Linked DNA regions of Pan troglodytes: region 1 is linked to region 2. Evidence: chromatin contacts called from public capture Hi-C data. All regions are on one chromosome and are shown on one strand. The core of a region is the stretch at or near the end of the contact, and the rest is flanking DNA. Distances in the headings are between cores, read along the strand shown. Region 1 overlaps VPS53 (VPS53 subunit of GARP complex). Region 2 overlaps DOC2B (double C2 domain beta).

Region 1 (3,756 bases), core at 340-2,839, 520 kb after region 2:
ACAGATGGGGACATGACAGGAAAAGCAATTATTTCTTCTGGGCTTCCTTTCTGTCTGGATTCTAAGGAGACGAATACAAAATTCCATCACAGATTGAAATGCTATCTAAACATTCTTGGAAATGTGGTCTTGCTCTCTGAAATACGACCTGCTCTGCCGCGGCAACCTGTAACCTATTAATACGGGATGGGGGAGAACGCCGACATTCCTGCAGACTGTCTAATTCTGGGTCTGACTCTGCAATACCGCTAGTTTGCAAGAGTCCAGAACCACAGGCTGAAACGTAAATAACTGAAAGATATACATCTATTATACACAGCACGACCCAACAAAAAATGCTGATGAATCACTCACTATTTTCACATTCTTGAAATTTTAAACATCTATGACTCCTGCACTGTAAGACTTCTAGTGAGCTATTCCAAATGTAGACTGAATCACTCTGAACAAGCAGTGTTACTATTCCCAGTAGCAGCAAGTTGGGACTCTTAATGCACAAAGCAAGTTTTAAATCACTTTTAAGGAACACCCACTTGCCGATCAAAATGATGTTTTTATGATAAAATGTTTTTGTTTATTTATAATTAATAAACAATCTTAGACAGACAAAATATTCAATACAGTTGCATAAAATGTTGTGGGGGTTTTGCTGTTGCTTTTGGGGACGGGGTCTCGCTCTGTCATCCGGGCTGGAGCGCAGCGGCACCATTACAGCTCACTGAAGCTTGTACCACCACACCCAGCTAATTATTTTACCTTTTCGTAGAGACGTGTATTGCTATGTTGCCGAGGCTGGTCTCAAACTCCTGGCCTCAAGTCATCCTCCCACCTAGGCATCCCAAAGTGTTGAGATTACAGGCATGAGCCATTGTGCCCGGCTCAGTTGAATAAAATGTTATTGCATGTGGCCTGTGTGTAGTGAAATAGAAAGATGACAAAGATACAGTTCTTACCTTCCAGGAGCTTACAAACATCAAAGGGATGAGACTTGTTCTCTGGTAAGTCAAGGGAGACCCCAAAAGCCAAATGAAAAGTACAAGAATGGGGCTGTGGGATTTATGGAGAAAGGACATCGAGGGACACTGGAATCCATTTTCTCCTCTGTAAAATGAGGGGAGGGGCCCAGATGAGTTTCAAATCCTTTCCAGTTCAAAATTCTGATTCCTTGGTGTATTCAGATAAGGTCAATGGAAAACATCGTCAAGAAACTAGTATCTGAGCTGGTCCTTGGATGGGTAAGATTGGGAAATGCGGCGGCTTAAAGAAATAGGAGGAAAAGCATTTCAAGCACAAAAGAGTCTGTAAGCACAGGTCCAGAAAGCACACGCATGCTCGTAGAGCACAAAGTCTTCAGTGTAGACAGAACACAAGAGGAGGCAAAACTGGAATTGGAGACCAGAATTTTGAATGCCAAGCAAAGGAATTTGGATTTCTTTTTTTTTTTGAAACAGGGTCTCACTCTGTTTCCCAGGCTGGAGTGCAGTGGCACGATGATGGCTTACTGCAGCCTCGAACTTCCTGGCTCAGCTGATCTTCCTGTCTCGGCCTCCTCAGTAGCTGGGACTACAGGCACAGGCCACCACCATGCCCAGCTAATTTTGTACTTTTTGAAGATGCAGGATTTTGTCATGTTGCCCAGGCTGGCCTGGAACTCCTAGGCTCAAGTGATCTCCCCGCCTCAGCCTCCCAAAGTGTTGGGATTGCAGGTGTGGGCCACCATGCCTGGCCTTGGATTTCATTTAGTGGCCAGAGCTGATACGGTGTCTGAAGAAGCAGACAATACGATCAAACACAGATTAGGACAGCTAAGCAGCAGAATGCAGCTGGAGTGCTTGAGGCTGCCCTGTCCCTCTGTAGGACCCCTCTGAAGTTCCCATTTACATGGGCCTCATCTGCCAAAGAAGCCATGCTTCATGAAATATACCCCAACAGACAAAACGAGGTAACGAGGGCTAAAAACCATACAGGAGTCCAGAAAACAGCAACAGTTTTAGGAACCTAACGTGTCTACACACAAATTCTGATGATGACAAGAAGGCCAACTACTCACAAACAGGCCAAAGGAAACGGGCTATCAAATGGAAAGTGACTATAAAGTGGAAAAATGGAAAAAGAAAGTGATATAAAGTAGTAAAAATAGACAGATGGGAAAACTACAGATGTAAAAGAAAGAGACTCCTAATATCTGTAAGCAACTGGCAGAAGGAAACAGAAATATCAGAGATCTGGAAATTTCAACGTAGGATTATACGCTCCTCCCACTCCAAATCTGGGCAGCAGGATGAACATTTTTAGAAATTAGCTGTCCTAAAAAATGTCAAAGAGGAGAAATCACAGCATTGAAGCACTTGCAAAGAAGCAGTCCTGACCTGAGTTAGTGCTGATAAGGGAGGACAGGACATGGCAAGAGAGGACGGCTAGAAAGGCAAGCTCAGCATTTCTATTACGACAGGCATTCTGAAATACGATGCCTCAACAGAAGAACAGAATCAAATAAAAAGGGAAATGGTTCACAGATAACATCTGGCCCCTCAATTATTAAAGAGTATCTCCTCCCTACACACTTTTCCCTTCATTGCCTCCAACAGCCTCCTTAACTAGATCCAATAAGACTTACTTCATTCCCTCCAATGGCCTCCTTAACTAGATCCAATAAGACTTATAAAACTTTTTTTTTTTTTGAGACAGTCTCACCCCTGTCGTCCATGCTGGAGTGCAGTGGTGCGATCTCGCCTCACTGCAACCTCTGGCTCCTGGGTTCAAGTGACTCTCATGCCTCAGCCTCCTGAGTAGCTGGGATTACAGGCGTGAGCCGCTGTGCCCGCTGTGCCCGGCCAACTTGTAAAATTTTTTAATGAATCTTGAGTCACCTGCCTGCTGGCAAAGTGAGGTACGAGGAAATGGTAACTATGTCAGGTTACTATCTTTTACAGCCACAAAATATCAAAACCCCAACAACTCAGCTGACAAATGCAGCAACCTCATTTAGCCACAGCCCACAAAATAAAAGAGGGCACAGGAGATGCCCGACACGAAGGAGAAAGACAAGGAAGCCCCAGTGTTCTCATCTGGCCTCGGGTGAGCGGTGCCACAGTACACGGTCCTGGTCCAAGGGACACTGAGGGACAGCACGTGGCTGCTGCGGGTGCCTGCCCTGTCCTGTCCTGCCATGTATGAAACGGATCAATTGGAAAGTGCTCTGCAAGAGGGCACATCGACGTTTTGGTCATCTGGTTGCCAGGAGAAACCAGGGGAGCATAGGTAATATGGAGGAATGAGTTACTTACTTGCCGTCCATCCTGCCCCACGTTCGTCTGACCTCTTACAACAGTTCGAATATTGTCATCCAGTCTCCTAGCAAAACAGTTCAAGGATACAGTCATTCAAATAATCTTTATTCTAGGTTGACCAAAAGAAAAAAATAAAAAAGTAATTTATCCATCAACTTCTGCAGACTGCACCTAATTGTCCAGAAAACCAAACACGTGTGAGTGGCATCAGGCAGGAGGAGGGCAGCGACAGCCGTGTGGGAAGTCAAGCCCAGTGCAGGCTGATGCATCGCCTTGTTGTTAAAAATGCCTATTTTCACTTAATAGTCTGAGCTATCTGAAAGGACTAATAAAATCTGCAGGATTTTTCATGGAGTATATCAGGAATGACAAAGTTACGGAGCCTTTACGTGAACATGCCAGATAACTCAAATTACCTCACACACAATCCCTTTCTCAGTCCCCTTATGAGGCGGAAAGAGCCAGA
Region 2 (4,121 bases), core at 1,304-3,803:
TCAGACTGACCCTTATAAGGGGGAACAAGCAAGGGTGCACCCCAGGGTGTCCAGCCCCCACCCTGGCCCTCCAGAGGTCAGCCCTGCTTCAGCTCACCCACCCTGGGCCCCTCCCCACACCCCAGCCCAGAGCCCCAGCTCTTCCCCAGCCTGCACCACCCCTTCCCTACAGAACTGGATTTACACAGAGAAGGAACTGGGCCTCCCACCCCCACTTCTGATACCTGAGGGATACAGCCCAAAGTGGACACACACTTACATGTGTGCACGCACGGTACCACACATGTACACACAGAGACACACATACAGCCATGTATGTGCATACACACAAACGCACCTGGAGCTGGGAAGGGAAGGCCCTGGTGTCTGGCATGGAGAGAGGAAGGGGTGGGCTTTGGCCAGAGTGGCCTGGCAGCCGGCACCTCTCCAGTCCCCAGGCCTGGACCACCTCTACAAAGTTGGACAGAGGGAAAGGAGGAAGGGTCTAGCTTGGTCTCTACCTTGGCACAGCTGGGGTTTGACAAATGTTCAGTTCTGCTCCTAGGGGTGTTCTAGAGGAGAGGGCAGGGGTGGGATGTAGCATGCAGGCCTCTCAGTGCCCTACCAGGGCCCTGAGGCTGGCGTGGATGGCACTCACACCTACCCATGGCAGTCCACATGTGGCCCAGGCTGGGCTGGGGGACAGCCTGGGGTGGCACGCAGTAGCCTGTCCTGCTGGGTGGGCATGGTGCCAAGGGCAGCCCTCGCTGCCAGGCTGGGAGGAGGGGGAGGGGGCCTGCAGGTTGGGAGGCTGGGTGGGGCCTGGGCCCAGGCAGCTCTGTGGGAAGCCACTGGATCTGAGCTGGGCTGGCTCAGGCGCTTCCATGGCACTACTAGGGAGACTCTACTGGCCATGCAGGCCCTTACCTTGCGAGAGAACATCAATTTTGGCACCTTCCTCCCACAGGGAGCAATGGGGTGAGGGGAAGGGAACAGGACAGTTGAGAACATGGAGCTGACACATGCTTGAGCGGCAGAGCCAGAGGGCAGCACCAGGGGCCGGACCAGGCTGCAGAGGGGAGCACCAGGGACCGGGCCAGGCTGCAGAGGGGAGCACCAGGGACCGGGCCAGGCTGCAGAGGGGAGCACCAGGGGCCAAGCCAGGCTGCAGAGGGCAGCACCAGGGGCCGGGCCAGGCTGCAGAGGGCAGCACCAGGGGCCGGGCCAGGCTGCAGAGGGCAGCACCAGGGATCGGGCCAGGCTGCAGAGGGGAGCACCAGGGGCCGGGCCAGGTTGCAGAGGGCAGCACCAGCGGCCGGGCCAGGCTGCAGAGGGGAGCACCAGGGACCAGGCCAGGCTGCAGAGGGCAGCACCAGGGGCCGGGCCAGGCTGCAGAGGGCAGCACCAGGGGCCGGGCCAGGCTGCAGAGGGCAGCACCAGAGGCCGGGCCAGGCTGCCGAGGGGAGCACCAGGGGCCGGGCCAGGCTGCAGAGGGCAGCACCAGGGGCCGGGCCAGGCTGCAGAGGGCAGCACCAGAGGCCGGGCCAGGCTGCAGAGGGCAGCACCAGGGGCCGGGCCAGGCTGCAGAGGGCAGCACCAGGGGCCGGGCCAGGCTGCAGAGGGCAGCACCAGGGGCCGGGCCAGGCTGCAGAGGGCAGCACCAGGGGCCGGGCCAGGCTGCAGAGGGGTCCACAGGCACCCACAACCCCAGCCCACGTAGTGAGGCTCAGAGGGCCTCTGGGCTCAGGCCCCGGACACCCTGCCTGGAGTGGCATCGGCCTCCTACAGTGGCTCGGCTTCCAGGGTGCAAAGTGGCGTCCCCACTCCTCAGGGCGTCTGGGAGGCCTGGAGGCACCAGCACCCAACCCGCCCTCCCTTGGCCTGCAGGACAGACATCACCCTGCCCCTCTCTTTCCCTCTCAGCAGCCCCTCCCCAGGCTCGAGGGGGTCCTCCGTCCAGGCCTTCATCTTCCCATTCTCATCTGTTTCTTTGCTCCCCGCAATGCCTGACTGTCCAAGGCATTTCTTGGGGTTGGGTATTCAAGAAGGTTTAAAGAATTCCTTCCTGGCCCCGCACCCCACACAGCACAGACATCCAAAAGCCTGGACAGGAACCTGGCGAGTGGTGTGGTCTGGCCTCCCTGACCTAGGCCCTCTCAAGGACTCCGGGGCAGGGAATTTGGGGGCAGGCTGGCGGGGCCTACCTTGGCCTTGGTGATGGTGCAGTGGAGGGCGTTGTTCTCCTGGTCATACAGCAGGCTGAAGTCCAGCGTGCCCAGGGCGGCTGCGGACAGAGGAGGGCACAGGTCCCACCCTGGCCGCATCTTGGAGAGGCTTCGCCTGCCCCTGTGAGACCAGATTAGCCTGGCCTGGGCAGGTGCCACCGTTCCATGGCGGCTGCCACCAACCAAGCACCTGCTCTATGCCAGCCCCTCACCCATCCTCCCAGTCCCACCCAACCCTGGGAAGTCACAATAATCTCCCCACTTTCCAGAGGAGGAGCTGGGACCCAGAGAGGTCAGGTGGGTCACTCCAGTTCCCTGTCTGGCCCAGTGTGTGGCCCACCTGAGCTGGGCACCCAGCCAAAGCAGTTCCTGCCCTCCTGGTGCAACTGCCAGTCTGGGCCCCGTGCCTCAGTTTCCCTCACCTATGAAATGTCACAAGGATCACACAAGGCGGAGGAGACCAGGCTTTGAGAGGGACAGGCCCTGGCCAGGAAGATCAGCTGATTTGCTCAACAGTCCCCCAGCCAACACACAGGACTGCAGCTCCTCTGTCTCTCTGGCCCATTGGGAACCCCGAGCAGGCCGTGAGGAGCCAGCTGGGTCCTCATACTGCTGCCCCCAAGTCTCTCAATGGCAGTGGTAACTCCCAAAAGCCGGGGGGGAGGGTGCAGCCATAATTGGGGGAGGTTGCAGCCATAATTGGGTGCAGCTGCCTCCCTCCCCGGGGGCAATCACTCATAGCAGCTGTGGCTTTCCATGCAGAAGCGGCTCCCAGCATGAAGGCCGAGGTGATGGTGGGGGCAGAGCTTGGAGATGATGGTGGGGGGCAGAGCTTGGGGGCAGTCCGCAGACAGCAAGATGCACATTCACAGATGGCTTCAGAAGCCCAGAGCCTGCTCCCAGGCTGCAGGGCTGGTCAAATGGTGTCACATTCCTTCATTATTTACCATGTGTTTACAACATGCCAGACTCTAGGGGATGGACATCTGTGAGGCAGAGTCCCTACCCGAAGGAAAGCACAGCCTAAGGGGAGGAACAAATGGAAATAATTTGCCGCAGTAGAGTCTGGTGAGCCGGGAGCCATGGGGAGCCCATGTGAATTGGGACCACCAGGGAAGGCTTCCTGGAGGAGGTGATGCTTCACCTGAGCCATGAGGGATGAGTAGGAGTTGGCCAATGGCAAAGAGGGGCTGGGGGAGGTGACGATTCCAACCACAGGCCAACCAGCAGGTGCGGGCTTAGTGGCTGGTGTGATCTGGGGATAAGGGAAGGCCAAACTTGAAAGACTGTGTTCTTCAGGCTCTGAGCTAGGCTCCCAACATGGATCTAGATCCAATTACGGCCACACCTGACCAGGCCCATCATTAACATCTCGTCTGCGGCTGCTTTCCTACTTCAGAAGCAGACCCTACGGCCTGCACAGCTGAAAATATTTACTATCCAGCCCTTCTTTATAGAACAAGTTTGCAGATCTCTGGGCGAGTGCTGGGCCCAGGCATAACAAAGTTTCTTGGGTCTGCAGGGAAATTGGCTAATGAAAGCCCACGAGTGTGGAGTGTCCTTTATTCTGAGCTGGTGATGGGAGTGGCATTTGTCTAGATTATCCCCTTCTAACACGGGTCAGGCACATGTCTCTGTCTTCGCAGCAGTGTGGGGTGCAAGACCTGCCCTCTGACATCAGTCTCCTCGGTTCAAATCCCAGCGTGCACTTCCCTGCTGTGTGGCCAGCTTATCTAACGTCTTTATGCCTCAGTTTACTCATCTGTGAAATGGAGACAACGATAGTATCCACCTCACCGCACAGTGTGCCTGCGGTGTAGGAGGTGCTCAGTAGATCATTACAGAAGGAGCAGATCCCTATGGTGAGTTTTCCAGCTAACAGTACTGGCTTCTCTAAGACCCATTCTGGAATGAAAC

The links. Capture Hi-C pulls out chosen DNA fragments and counts their contacts.
Region 1: a capture Hi-C map of stem cell-derived neural stem cells shows a contact between it and region 2, with 7 times the contacts expected there. The contact joins two enhancer-like sites. A contact is called at or near these places in 2 of 7 Hi-C or Micro-C datasets (induced pluripotent stem cells and stem cell-derived neural progenitor cells) and 1 of 1 other capture datasets (stem cell-derived neural stem cells).

The regions. Positions count from the first base shown.
Region 1 is chr19:11,167,177-11,170,932 of NHGRI_mPanTro3-v2.0_pri, forward strand. VPS53 (VPS53 subunit of GARP complex) reads right to left here. Exons shown (of 26, transcript XR_010152741.1): 5 at 3,288-3,354. Among named protein-coding and RNA genes, the nearest start is that of VPS53, 37 kb to the right of the region's middle. Within about 2 kb of position 1,590, at least 3 of the 24 cell types and tissues checked have an H3K27ac peak or open chromatin away from gene starts, as enhancers often do. A contact at or near this core is called in stem cell-derived neural stem cells, where this site is marked.
Region 2 is chr19:10,644,023-10,648,143 of NHGRI_mPanTro3-v2.0_pri, forward strand. It overlaps DOC2B (double C2 domain beta), which reads right to left. Exons shown (of 9, transcript XM_016931100.4): 2 at 2,184-2,263. Among named protein-coding and RNA genes, the nearest start is that of DOC2B, 9.3 kb to the right of the region's middle. Within about 2 kb of position 2,554, at least 3 of the 24 cell types and tissues checked have an H3K27ac peak or open chromatin away from gene starts, as enhancers often do. A contact at or near this core is called in stem cell-derived neural stem cells, where this site is marked.